Linked DNA regions of Zea mays: all the other regions are linked to region 1. A link is a contact called in public Hi-C data. All regions are on one chromosome and are shown on one strand. Each heading gives the region's core, a stretch centred on a gene start, on an enhancer-like site or on the middle of the called end of the contact. The rest is flanking DNA. Distances are from core to core; before and after follow the strand shown. Region 1 holds the start of LOC100502176 (Heptahelical transmembrane protein 5). Region 2 holds the start of LOC100281512 (ternary complex factor MIP1). Region 3 holds the start of LOC103633091 (Calcium uniporter protein 4 mitochondrial).

Region 1 (4,597 bases), core at 1,385-3,884:
AATACACCTAACTTCCTGTGAAAAAATAGAGTCAGAAACACCAGGAAGTCAGGGTGGTAGTGCCAGCCCCAGATCCGGCAGTCACGGGGATCGATATTGTTGCGCACACGGGCGGCAGTGTCGGGCACTGAAAACGCCCAGAAAATTCTCAAACTTCACATAATGTTTGCACGGGGTAGAGGATGTTTACTGGTGAAGTATGAACCTGAACAAACAAAAAATTGAAGCGCATGTCAGAAATCCCGAGAATGGTGGGTTTTGTGGGGTTTTCTCAAAACAAACTCAAACGAGAATTAACTCGGATCATGACCAAGAATTGCACCGTGAGGGCATACGAAGTGATCCAAAAAGTCTATCTCCACTCAAACCAATTCTGACAGCACCCATGTCATAAGAACTCAAAGGTTCTCCACAAATACACAAGAGAAGGGGAACGGAAAAATCCAAGAACACAAGACTACATAATTTTAGCAAGGATCAAAATTGAGATTGAGAAGTGACCAAAACCTGTGAATCGTACCGACGACCCTTCCTCAGATTAAACTTGCAGATCACAAACACATTCGACAGTTACAAAATCGTTGTGGATCCCTCGGCTCAACTGCTGAATACATGGAGAGAGAACTTGGAGTTCCAAAATAGGAAGCCTAAACAAATGGTAGCTAAGAAATGCTGAACTAACCAGTCATCCCCTCTATTTATAGAGGATTATGTCCATCTCCTAAATTGTCCCTATTTACATAGAGCATATCCACTCCACCGGGGCGAAATGGACCAACTCCTAGGTTTTCGATCCGATGGCTACACGCTCCACAAGAAGTTGTTCGCCTTGACGCACCCTTCAGTGTGATGCCACGTGCCGCCATCGATTCCCATTGGAACCGCCACCGCCGAGTTTTGAGGCCCAAACTCCGCAAAACCCACCATCCGTAGTGTTGGGTGGTTTTGAGGCGCAAACCACCAAACATGTCGTGAGTACTGCACCGCGTGCGCGTCCTCCACGACCAGACGCGTGTCCCGCCAGTCCTCGACTGTGCCGGCAACACGATCCACTCCACCATGTCACGCGAGTTCGTGTCCCAAGTGTCAGCCACCACGACTGGTCACCCGGCTGCTCCGGTCTGTCAGCCAAGACTCAATGCTCGTCCTTCACCACTCTCGGTCCATCAGCACGAGCCCGCATGACCTTCACCTCAACCGTCGACCATCGTCCGTGTGCTCCACCCCACAAGGCGACCGACATGGTTGCACATACATAATCTCACACTCTGGTTTGTCCACTACTCCAGAGTGCTACCTGTTGACAATCACTTGTCATTAACCCGAACCATAAGGGACAAATCAAAAATAACTAAATATTAGAATAGTTAGATATATTGATTAAAAATATATAATTAAACAAAGTGTATATAAAATAATATTTAGTTTGTCCATAATAGAAAATTCATAAGAGTTTAAATTAAAGCCAACTCACAACATTTTTTCACAGAGCTGAACCAAACACACCCTTACCTAAAGTTATGAGTTTTTTCTCACAAGGGTTCATGCAGAATTTTTTAATGATATCTCTAGCAACTTACTCTTCCTCATCTCTCATTTCAAACTTCACTCTATAAATAGTACAGTTTACAGTGCACTATAAACAATACAGTCTACAGTACAAAACAGTGTTTTACACGACCAAATGCACGATCTGCTGACCATACCTACTGAGATGGTATGAACATAAGCATGTGTCATATTACTCTTTTTACCATATGTTTTTTAAAGACATATATTGCCTTCTGAAATATAAATGAGTTTTCTTCGAAAAAGGTTTTTCTATAAGTTTACAATTAGGAAAAAATCATTATATGTTATATCTTTCTTCTTATTTTTCGACTGGATATAAAAGGAGTTTTAATGATATATCAATCAGTATTCTTTTTTGTCCTATTGGCTTTTTTTAGGAATGGTGCTATTTATTGATCTCAAAGGCAGATTCAATAAACAGGGTCTTACAAATATTCTATACGGTATGATCTGAGCCTTCTATCCAAATCAGATGGAAGAGGATAATATCTCGTTAGTCCTCGTATAGTCGTATGATTCTCGTATATGACCTCGTGACGAGTCATGACAAGTCATAAGATATGATAGATAAATTTCTTCTCGGACTTTCGCTTCGACCCGCTCTTTATGTAAGCTCCTCTACTGCTCCCATATTTTAATTTCCTCCTGATACTCGGCAACAATAAACAAAAAAGTATTCTGTAAATCATAATCGTCTTGTTCGTTAGCATTTCCGCGCGGTACGGTCGAGGGAGGAGGCAAGTCATGACACGCGACCATGACGTCTTTTGCGTGCGATGATTTTGGGATCCCCGCACGCTTCTGTCTTTTTCCAAAAAAAAAAAGCCACACGAGCGCGGCACGTCAGATCCGTGGGAGTGTGCAGTTAATCTGGCAAACCGAGCGCACGCGTTGGACGGCACGTCGATGGGTATTGTCGTATTGACGTTTGGCGGATGGCGGGGAGGCACAGTGCTCGACTGCAGCCACCGCCCACCACTACCACCACCGATCGACACGAAACACCCAGGCCCCACTCCCCAGGCGCCCAGCAGGTAGCAGCCGCGCCGCCAAAAGCGATCGCGCGGCCTCCTCCGTCTCCGTGGCTCCGTCCAAATCCGCTGGGTCAAGAGGAGGACGGGTCGCGCGGCCCCCTCGCCGAGACCCACGGGCCGACGCAAACCCAGGAAAGAAACGAAGCGAGCGGCACCACCGGCGCGTCCTCGGCTCCTCGCGTGCGTGCTTACCCCGGCGAATATTCGACCACGGAAGCCGCATAACCTCCGTCCATCCCATCCCCGCTCGCCTCTCCTCTCCTCGCCCCGCTCTAGACGATCGATGGCCGCGACGGCGGCGGAGGAGATGGAGAGGATGGTGGAGGCGGAGTGGGAGGAGGGGAAGCAGGGGATGAGGAAGAGGAAGCGGTACGGGCTGGTGGAGTACCGGGCGCTGCCGGCTTACCTGCGGGACAACGAGTACATCCACCGCCACTACCGCTGCGAGTGGCCGCTCCCGCAGGTGCTGCTCTCCGCCTTCTCCATCCACAACGAGACCCTCAACGTCTGGACGTACGTAAACCCTCTCCGCCCTCCCCCTTCATTAATGGTTCTTTGGTCCAATTGATTGGTGTTAGCTAGCTCGGGAGGAACGGGAGATCGATTCTTGCCTGACTCTGATTGCAATGCGTCGAATTGTTTGGTACATGAGATTTCTGGGCGTTTATTTCCTGCTTGTGCTTCCGGGCCCAGATTCATTGCGGATTGGCGAAATATCTAGAATTTTGTAGTTTCATTCATTTGGCTGCTTTTGCCCCCTTCATGTTTGTGGATGGATCAACAAAACCTAGACTTCGTCGACCTCTGCTAGTATGGAAAGTATGAATTGGTAGCGTTATCCTTGTCTGTTCATCACTCAGAAAAGGACGTTTCCTAAAAACAACTCATGGAAAAGGACCTCGACCGCCAACTAATTAAAGAAGTCATCTTTCGGTGGGGCATGCGTTTTTTTTAAACTAGTTGGCGCATTGCTGAACGGGAGGGCGGCCTCCCCTTTCCTTCACTGTAGGCCTAATTTGGAAGTAAGGGAGGCAAACCCAGGATGAAAAATACCCTAGGTTTGTCCGTTTTAATCTCAATCCACGTGGATTGGATGTGATTAAGTGAGTTTAAATCCATAGCAAGTCAAAATTTCTTCTAATCCCTCCCAATCGTGGGATGGGAATAACCGAACAAAGCCCTATGAAGAACTACTAGTACAATGCTCATATATTGTGATGGCGTACAAATCGTCCTCATGCTCCCCGATACAGAGTCACTGTGGGTGATGGTCGTGGCGTTGCCTCCATCCCTGGACCTCAGCCTGGCGTTGTTCATGGGCCTAATGGCGGTCGTGACACCAACGTTGCTGCAGTTCTTGCCGCCCAAGAGCGATAAGCGGACCTGCTTGTCGTCGTTGTCCGTGGTGTTCGCTGGTTCTGTCTGTCGTGCAGCAACTTGGATCCCAACTGTCATGCCCATAGCAAGGTTCAATCAACGTGGTTAATAGGATAGGCAACGCAACAAAGCATCGACAAGCATTGATTTTATTAAATGAATCACAATTGTTATTCTCAATCAAGGCTTAAAGTTCAGAAATGTGAAAAGTGGTGTGTAAACAAATTACTTGTATTGTTGTTCAACTTTGTAGATATCTGGAGCTAGTTCCCTGCAGACTTCACATCAGTTTGCATAAAACTCAACAACAGTGGGTTTGCCATTTGAAAGAGCCTGTAGATGAATTTACCAGGTTAAGTTTAAGCATTTATAGTGAAGAAAAACATCTACAAAACAATGTGATTCCAGCTTAGCATGGTTTTTGGTCAAAACTAATTCAATATAGTGAACAGAATGACAGGAGCTAGATTAATCATGTATTAAGAAAACAATACCAATATGACTTGAAGCAATCAACAATGCATGGAGTCAATAACTGGTTAGCAAAAAGAGGAAAATACATTGTTTTGTCTATTAAAATTATTCCTTTCCATGCAGTTATTATCCTGCATATC
Region 2 (4,597 bases), core at 1,092-3,591, 230 kb before region 1:
ATTTGATCATGTCCTCGGATATCTTGTTCGGCGTTTGGGGAACATGGTCCGCGACCCTGGTCCCCAAGATGTCTGCCAAACTCACCACGCCAGGATCCATGCATTTCCCTTCCTGGCCATATCATCGGTCCAGATTGCGTTAGGAATTTCAGATAAAACATAAGGGACCCTGGCTCTGTCCAGGTGCATAACTAAGCCGGCCCTGCAGCAAACCTATTGAAATACTTTAGAACCAAAGAGAGTTCAGGTATCATGTCGTACCTCAACAAAAGATAGAGGCGAAGTATGGCATGGTTTCAGAGCTCTAGCGAGATTGTTTGCCGACGGAGATACCCTAACGGAGCGGTGCAGGAGCGAGGAATGGCTGCGTCCGATATTGATCTTCTCATTGCTAGTCTCGCTTGTAGAAGCTGTAGGCGTGGACTTGCGTGCCAGGACCATTCGACTGGACTGGTTTAGCTGATGATGCTTCCTTGGGGTCGAGAAGCTCAGCTCTGGAGCTTCAGAGAGTATGCCTGAAAAGGACCTTGCTGGCTGCTTGTTGCTCTCCATGTCACAAGCAGAACTTGCAGGGGAAAATTGTTGCTCAAATGCCTTTCTGTATAGTGTTAGGAGATGTTGCTCCAAGCATATGACCTCTAGCTCGAGAACTGCAATCTCCTTTATTAGCTCCTCAGTCGGCTGAGAGATGACATGCAAGAAAGAAAGAGGCTATCTGTTAAGTGCAAACTCTTGTCTTTGGGGGGAAAAACACATAATATCATGGTGTGGAAGTAAAACATTAGAATAACATGGTACCCTACCACCACTTTTGTTAGCTCGTCCAGATGAATTTTATAAGAGTAGGACTTTCACCTTTGGAATGCAGTTCTCACTTGATGCATGGATAGCACAAGGCTTGTAACCTAGAGCTTTCTCAAGAGCACGGCGCATGACGAATTGATCATTCAATCGCTTTTCAAGAACTTGGACCTGCAGAACTAGCATCATAAATATGAAGAAGGTAGAAATGCCATCACACATATATTACAAGAATGAATTGTGCAACTTGTTGGCTTGATCTCATCCGAACTCGGTCACGGGATCGAGCTCAGCTCACGCCCTGACCAAGCAAGCGATATGGTGCCTAGGTATGAGGGTTTTTACCATCCATCCTTGAGAGCACCAAGAGGTATGACATACTGTATTGAAATTCTTATACTGACATATGGCATTTGGGGAAGAAAACATGACAAAATAAATAAACGGTAACCACCTCTGAAACAAACTAGCTGAGACAGGTCCGGACCGTGGAATGAGCATTAATAACCTATGGCTAGGAGGGAGGATCTGGTATCTGAGTTCACCTCACGCTTCAAGGAGCATGGAAGCTCAGTAGCACCGGACGGCATCTTGCTGGTGCTATTCTGGTCCTTGAGTTCTCCGGCATCCTTCTACTCAACAGATATTGAACAAGAGCCAAAACATAACAGAAATCAGCAGGTAACGTCTAGTCAGGATATATACCAGATATATTTTTCAGGAGACTGAAGAAAGCAAGCGGTAGTCTCGCAAGAGTTACCTGAGCGTGGCACCTCGGCGAAGAGGAATCCGCGCTATCCATCCCGAGCACTCTGATAGAATCGCTGCCAATGCAAAAAAATAAAAAAAAAATCCCCGGGGGGAGCATTCAGCCTAGAACCGCTTCTAAAAATGCAAGAGCCGTCTTTCTTGGCTAAGACTAATTTCTGCAAGTCGACAGCAGCAATGCTCCAGACATTATACTGCGAGCAGCGCAGAGCTAAAATACGCAGGGTCCGTCAGACTGCACAAGGCAAGAAGCAGGGAGCTCACCTCCTGGAGCGGCTGTGAGACATCGCTGGTTAGCAAGGGGGGGCTAGGCTACATACAGGTCTACAGCTTCTCCGGCGGGGGCTGACACAGAGCTCGACCGGGCCTTCGCCATTGCTATATATATATATATATATCTTGCGGAAGCGCTGCTGGTTAAAGCAAACCCGCTGAAACCTGTCGTCGCATTGGAGGTTGAAGAACCTAAGGCGAGCAGATGCGGGGGGGGGGGGGGGGGGGGGGGGGGGGGGGGGGTACAGGTAGAGAGGCTGGAAAGAGGAGACGCGGCGTCTGCCTGACCTGCCTCACATCACAGGTGAATCGTCCGCGGCAAGTGGAGAGGGCCGGAGTTGTTGCCGAGGAGTTGATCACCTGCTAAAGCCTCTTGACTTGCTAATGCTTTCGCCTTTTGTTTCTCGGCTGGGCTGAGTTCCTCCTTCCCAGTCCCCTTCCTGCTCTGTGAGTGTGAGGTGAGACTGAGAGGCCGTGAGAGGACAGGTGAGGAGTGCGAGGGCTGGGGCCTGCTGAGGCCTGAGGGTGATGAACTTGAGGCACTCCACTCCGCACGGTCACACGGACCACACCACTCCACTGCAGGTACAGTGGTTCTGGTACTGTTTCAGTGGCTATACATCAGAACAGCGCTGGAGATCGGTCGTCCTGTGTCCGGTTATTCCGATGCTTTATTTATTGTGGCAAGTCCCTTGTATATTTATGCCTGTGACTCCTTAACATTTACTACCAGCTTCTTTTTTTTCTATTTTATGCAAGGCCGAGACGGGCAGATCTGCCCGGTTTACTTGTTGTTTACGCACGCAGGTAATTTTACTCCGTCCAAGGCTGCTGACCTTTTCACCTCTGTCACATCATAATCAGGGTGCCAGAAAATCCGATTACTAAAATAGGAGCAGTAAACAGAATCTTGTGCAGTTGTGCCACAATGATGCATCTGCTCTTTGTTAGTTGTAGCAAGGAAAGGAACGGTTCCTTTTTTTTTTACCCCCCGCCAATCCGTTAAAGATAACTGCCGTTTCGTGTCCGTTTCCAATCCCTGGCTGTGCTATTCCAGTTTCTGTCGGAAGAAAGAAATGGTGATCCGATCCGACTCGGCGACTCCATTGTTGGATGCAAGTTTTTTTTTTTTTTGCGCGGCAACGGCAATGATGAGATGGGCATGGGCAGGATCACATGCGGATTCAAAGGACGGACTGTGAAGCAACGCAGCCGGACAGGACAGTGGCATGCATGGCGTCGTTTGACCTGTGGCCCACTATGCTCTCCGGTAAATATTGATGGATCTCGTCCTATCTGTCGTACCGTACGTGACCACACACGCCGCGGCGCAGAGGGACAGACGTGACCGAGTTGATGCCGTGCCGGGGTAGCGAGTTGCATGGACAGGACAGCCAAGAAACCCCCGGCTCCGGCAGGCCACCGCTGTGCTGGTGCTGGTGCTGCCGCCCTGGCGGCCCGGCCAAGCCGCTGAGCTTGCCATCTCGCTCTCGCCGCCTAGAAAGAGGCGCAGCTTTGCCTTGACGCGCACTGTTACTTAAGCCTGCTACTTCTGCCCTCTGTTGCACTCTCCAAAAAGAAAAATTTTGGCAGGTCATGTGACGCACCGGTACTCGCAGTGGCAAATGCAAGGTCGCCACAGGCACTAGCCGCACTACTGTCCTGAATCCTGATGGTGCTGCACCATACAGATCCTCATGTCTGGACTGGAGTACCGAGGACTGGAACATTTCTTGTGCTCGACAGATCTTTCACACCGTCGAGTGAGACGCGCGCGGCAACTGCTAGTATAAGCAGGATTTCCTGTGCTCTACCAAAATCCTTGCACAGAAGGAAAATCCTGCGTCGCCACGACCACACACATGGCTGGCAAAACAGCACGGTAGCAGAGGATACGTGACAAGCGCTACGCCGAAGGGTGAAGCAGTTGGAATCGGTAGGTGCTCGTCAGTACCATACCATCGGCAGACTGCAGTGTGCCCCTCCCCAACCGTCCGGGCCTAGAGATGGCAATGGGTACCCGCGACCCGATACCCAATGAGTATTTACTCCATTAGGGTATGTATGTGGGCTAAATATTCTACCCGTGGGTCTGTTATTGGGCAAAAATCTTCACCCAATGGGTAAACGGGTATTAGAACGTTCCGCCTTCACCCATACCCGTTAACCCGTGGGTATAAAATACCCAATATAAACTTAGCCCAAGTATGAACTTTGACTTTAGTCATCCATCTTTTTTAATATTTAACAACCTTTTAGGCTAGAAGGCTTAACGGCAATTTAATGACTATGCAATGGAACATGTAATGTGTTATGTAGTATTATCATAGTGTTACTACTTTATCCAATTATTTTTGATGTGTTGAATGGATGGTTAAATGATGCTAGAAATTTTGTAATGATATTTAGATAGATATACTTGACATTTGTATTATATAATATTTTAATAGATGTTTAGTTTTGTGGGTACGGGTGACCCGATGGGTGACCCATACCCATATGGGTATGGGTATGAGGGTAAATTCATACCCGCCAGTGTATATGGGTGACACGATAGAGTTATTTTTGTGTCGTAGGTATGGGTATGGAGTAGTAATATCCGGTGGGTATTTACCCATTGCCATCTCTATCCGGGCCCAGGCGTCATGTAGCTTTTTGTCACGGAATCTCGCCGCCTTGGGGTTTGCCCTAATCCCAGTGCCATCAGCTGCTGTGCGCTTGGCGCCACTAGGCTTGGCCCGTGCCGTGCGCCCCC
Region 3 (4,597 bases), core at 1,409-3,908, 150 kb before region 1:
GCGCCAACGGCAAGGACTTATACGACATGAGCCTAGTGGACGGGTACAATGTCGGCATCGCGTGGCGGCGACGGGCGCCAGGGCGAATTACGCGATGGGCGGGTACACCGGCTGCGTTGGGGACGTGAACGCGGTGTACCTGTCCGAGTTGTAGATGTCCAAGACGACGACAACGGGAAGGGAGGGTGCGCCACGTTCGCCACCGACGTCAGATGTGGGCCATGTGGCGTGTCAGAGCGCGTGCGCGACACCTTCTGCCCGGGACACCGGTAGCGGGCGAAGCCCAGAGTTATGGGCCTTGTGGTCGTGCCTATGGAGTGTGGGCCGTGTGTGAGCGAGTTCTTACTAAGGCATGTTCGGTTTTTTAGATTGGAGTGCTGGAACAATTTTTAGTCGGATTGTTTTTATAATTTATTTAAGTTTTGATGAGTTGGAATAAGTTCTGGTTCATTATTGGACAAACAAACGGGCCATAACTGGTTTTAGTCTTAGGACCTGTTTGGATCCTACGTGCTAAACTCTAGCACCCCTTAGATTATCTCCAGCAGTTTACTCATCTCTACTCCATATTCAAACTTCATTCTGCGAACAATGCAGTCTATAGTGCAAAACAATGTTTTTGGTCAATATATGGCTAAAATGCTGGACACGGTATTAAAGAGCTAAAGTTTTAATAGGTGCTAAATTTTATCACTTTATTTTTAACATCTTTTAGCACCTATATTTGGATCTACAAGTGCTAAAATTTATTTAAAATATATTGTTAAACTTTGGCATCGATGGATTGAAATTTGAAACAGCCCTTACTACTTACTCCCTCCGTTTCTTTTTATTAGTCGCTAGATAGTACAAAATTGCACTATCCAGCAACTAATAAAAAGAAACGGAGGAGTACTGGCCAGAGCATAGAAAGCGTGGGGCTTGACGAATTCTTGTTTTATGCTCGGTGTGTCGACATGTTATCACGCCATTCGTGCACACGCGTGTACACGGTGCACGTAGACCACGGCTCGTCGGCTCTGGTGCACCTGATGTGGCGAAACGATAAAAAAGCATGTTCCGAGTCCCCAATGACGACAAAAAGCCAATAGGATCGTGATCCTAATTCCTTTGCTCAGATAGGTAACCTCGAGTTCCCGATACGTCTCTTCTTCACTCAACACGCGTGTGAGATTGTGAATCAGGGTGTGTGTCACACGTTAGTTAAACATATAGTTTCCGTTGTGACGAGCCTTCTTCTACCATGGCTCGTCCTCCTGAATCTGTACAGAGAGCTGTTGCTTCACGATTAGACGGTGAGTCGACGATGCGACGCACGTTTATCTCATGTGTGCCCCCCTGGCACAAGCCAAGCGGCCTCGTCCGGGCGGAGCGACGCGCTATTGTACATGGCTGACGTGCCTACACGCGTCGGGGTCGGCGAGGGAACGAGCCCCTGCCCCTGGCCCTTCCGCAGGGCGTTGTAGCGGTCGACGTCGAACCCGCGCGCCCGCATGAGGCGGCGCTGCTTGGACGCGAAGCGGCTCCGGTAGAAGCCCTCGAAGGACGGCTCCGTGGCCGTGCGCATGAAGAAGGCGTAGCCGGACATGAAGTAGAGCGACGTGGCGTAGAAGCACACCGGCTCCATCACGTCCCACGACAGCTCCCAGAAGGTGAGCCGCATGAACCCCAGCGTCTGCGTCGCCAGCAGGCCCAGCCCGCACCACAGCTCGCGCCGCACCTGCGCGGCCGCGTCCGCGTCGATCGCCGCCTTCTGAGCTTCCATAGCCTCCAGCTCGCGCTTGCGCGCCTCGCTCCCGTCTCCGGCTCGCGGCGCCTGCAGCTGCTTTTTCACGGGGAGGATGCTCCCGATGGCCTTCGCTACCTGAACGACGACACACGGAGAGATCAGAGACGCGGTAAAGGTAAAGCGTAAGGCGGTGGCCGGGCTGGATGCTCTGCTTTGCTCCCTGGCTCTGACTACTCTTTCTCCTCTGGTTCCGTGTCTCGGATGCTAGAAGTTAGCAGCACGTACCATGTCGGGGCGGAGGAAGACGGCCTCGCCGAGGACGATGACGACGCCGGACTCGTCGAGCGCACGGGCCAGCCGGCGGCCTCCCTCGACGCCGCCGGCAATGTCGACGCAGAGCGCGGCGAATTCCGACCCGGACACGACGCTCTGGGCGTTGGACCTCAGCCTCGCCCTCGCCACCTCCATCTCGGCCGCCCTCGCCACCTTCCTCGCCTGCTCCACCGTCACGCCCACAAGCTCCGGCGGCCGCGTCGCCGTGCTCACGGGAGGTATAAGCCCGTCGAGCTGGAGGCGGTGGAAGAGGTGGTCGCCGACGGGGAGGGCGGGAAAGCAGTGCGCCGGGAGCGGGACGGTCGCGGTGCCGTACCCGACCGCGGTCGGCTTCGGCCGCAGGAATGCGAGCGTCGGGCAGTCGTCCACGGCCGGCAGAGATCGCGGTGCCGGGGGATGGGGAGCCGGAGGTTTGGGAATGGCCGCGCCGGCGCCTCTAGCGGCTGCGTTCTTGCCTACCCATAGACAGCGTGCCATTGTTCTGTGGAACGCCATTTGTGTTTGCCTCTGACACGAGCTCTATTGCTCTATTGTAGTTTGATCTAGAAGAATGGTTTCGTGTTACATGACACAAGTGGCGCGACGTGTCTGGCCGATGGAGCGAGGTGGGGATGGACAGGGGTGGTATTTATACTTGGGAGAAATGATAACCAGCGGCACAGAGGCTGAGCAATTACTTCTTTCTTGTTAAAAGCCACTAGGAATTGGAGGCTCCTCCGCATTCGGTGGGGCTTCCGCCCACCACGTCTCGCCACGTGTGCCTAAGTGCATCGGACACGAATTTACGTTTGGATTCGACTAATAGAGTGTTGTGTCCGTGAACAGTGGCGCAGGCAGAGATGACTGCCGTAGTCCACATCAGTAGCTTCAACAACCCCCTCTCCCTCCCCAGTCTCGCCACCCGGCTCAGTGGAGGAGCTGAGACCACATGCCGGCGCCACAGATCCGTATTCTCCGCTTCCGGCGAGATGGACCTGGTGTAGGCGGCACGACTGTTGAGGCTGATGCTAGAGCGCCGCCGACTCGCCTCGTGAACCTAGCGGCGATGCAGTTCTGGCGGTCGTCGACCTCACGGACGTTGAGGCAGCGGCTTGGCTCGGAGCAGAAGTACTTGTACGAGTAGGTGAAGTTGCGGAGTGCGGGCAGCGTGCAGACGCCCTCGGGGACGTGGCCCCACAGCTCGTTGCGCGCCACGTGGAGCTGCTGCAGGTTGTGCAAGCCGGCCATGGACTCCGGCAGCATCCCCTGCAGCTGGTTGGAGCTGAGGTCCAGCAGCGTGAGCTCGCGTAGCCAGCCCAGCTCCTGCCGGAGGCAGGAGCGGAGGCCCGAGTTGAGCGCCACCAGCTCGCCCAGCGTGCCCGCCATGCGGCCCACGCTGCACGGGATGCAGCCGCGCAGGCGCAGGTTGGCCAGCACGAGCACGGACGCCGGTGAGTTGCCCAGGCTGTCCGGCAGCTCGAAGTCGAAGCGGTTGTCGTTGAGGAAGATGGCATCCAACGGCTTGTCGAAGAGCGCCGGCGGCACCGGCCCGCGCAGGTCGTTGAACCGCAGGTCCACATACCTGACGCTGGGCAGGCACAGGATGTGCTGCGGGAAGCCACCCGAGAGGCGGTTGTTGCTGACGTCCAGCTTGTGGAGGAGCCGCATCTTGGGGAGGGACTCCGGGAGCGTCCCCGCGAAGCTGTTCGAGTTGAGGTGCAGCAGGGCGTCCCCGTGAATTCCATGAGTCTGTCCCCAATTTCTCGGTGCTCCGCACTCGAACCGCGCACCTCACCAATCTCCAGCGCCACCCCGAGATCTTCCGACCAGCCTCGAGATCCCTGCGGACATGTCATCTTCGGCAGCCATGGAGGCAATCGACGAGCTCGTCCAGCTCTCCGAGTCCATGTGGTAGGCCGCCTCGCTCCTTGCGGACGATGACCCCTCCATCGAAAACACCTCACGCCGCCCCTCCACCTTTCTCTTTCTCAATGCCGCCGCGCTCGGTAACATCGTAAGTGCCTACCGTCCACCATGCGTGCTTGATCCCTCTCACCTCCATCTCTTTCCGATCTGGCTTAATCTTTTCTGCTCCTTTTCTGTGCAGGAAGCTGGCAAGTCGGTTGTGCTGAACAACCTCATGGGGAACCCTATGTTGTGCTGAACGACGGAAATTTATTTGCAACTGAAGCATAATATTGTTCTATCTTCTGTGTTTTCTCTGGTTATGCACTTGGAAAGATCCTATGTTATATTGGTTGTGCTTTGTGTTCGGTTGTCTAAATAGCACTAATTTTTTCTAACTTCTCTAGCTTATGTTGCTTTGTGGTAGTTTGCTCATCCTTATATGTTTTATTTCTCAGATATTGTTTTGGTCCTTGGATGTGTTATGTGTTAATGTGGTATAATTGCTAATAGAATACCATCTTATCCGGCGAATCTATTTTCTAGAGGTCACTTGACCCATAGGTTCTCTCACAACCGCACATGCAATATATTTCTTAACTATTTTTGTACAATATTGTAGTCAATATAGTCGTTTCAACTTGCATCATT

The links. Hi-C and Micro-C count contacts between places; a contact is called where the count stands out from the background.
Region 2: a contact with region 1 is called in a Hi-C map of ear, with 3 times the contacts expected there. The contact joins the promoter of LOC100281512 here to the promoter of LOC100502176 in region 1. A contact is called at or near these places in 6 of 25 Hi-C or Micro-C datasets (bundle sheath, ear, leaf and 1 more) and 1 of 3 datasets of contacts at active chromatin or transcription factors (seedling).
Region 3: a Hi-C map of ear shows a contact between it and region 1, with 3 times the contacts expected there. The contact joins the promoter of LOC103633091 here to the promoter of LOC100502176 in region 1. A contact is called at or near these places in 14 of 25 Hi-C or Micro-C datasets (bundle sheath, ear, endosperm and 5 more) and 2 of 3 datasets of contacts at active chromatin or transcription factors (leaf and seedling).

Annotation. Positions count from the first base shown.
Region 1 is chr1:29,126,858-29,131,454 of Zm-B73-REFERENCE-NAM-5.0, forward strand. LOC100502176 (Heptahelical transmembrane protein 5) reads left to right here and starts at 2,635. Exons shown (of 3, transcript NM_001363210.1): 1 at 2,635-3,119. The coding sequence starts at 2,890.
Region 2 is chr1:28,901,319-28,905,915 of Zm-B73-REFERENCE-NAM-5.0, forward strand. LOC100281512 (ternary complex factor MIP1) reads right to left here and starts at 2,342. Exons shown (of 11, transcript NM_001154430.1): 1 at 2,131-2,342; 2 at 1,562-1,625; 3 at 1,347-1,433; 4 at 856-972; 5 at 262-681; 6 at 1-112. The coding sequence starts at 1,391.
Region 3 is chr1:28,974,091-28,978,687 of Zm-B73-REFERENCE-NAM-5.0, forward strand. It overlaps LOC103633091 (Calcium uniporter protein 4 mitochondrial), which reads right to left and starts at 2,659. Exons shown (of 2, transcript XM_008654772.4): 1 at 2,015-2,659; 2 at 1,040-1,864. The coding sequence starts at 2,557. The coding sequence ends at 1,325. LOC100384784 reads right to left here and starts at 4,241. Exons shown (of 1, transcript XM_020545722.3): 1 at 2,808-4,241. The coding sequence starts at 3,709. The coding sequence ends at 2,969.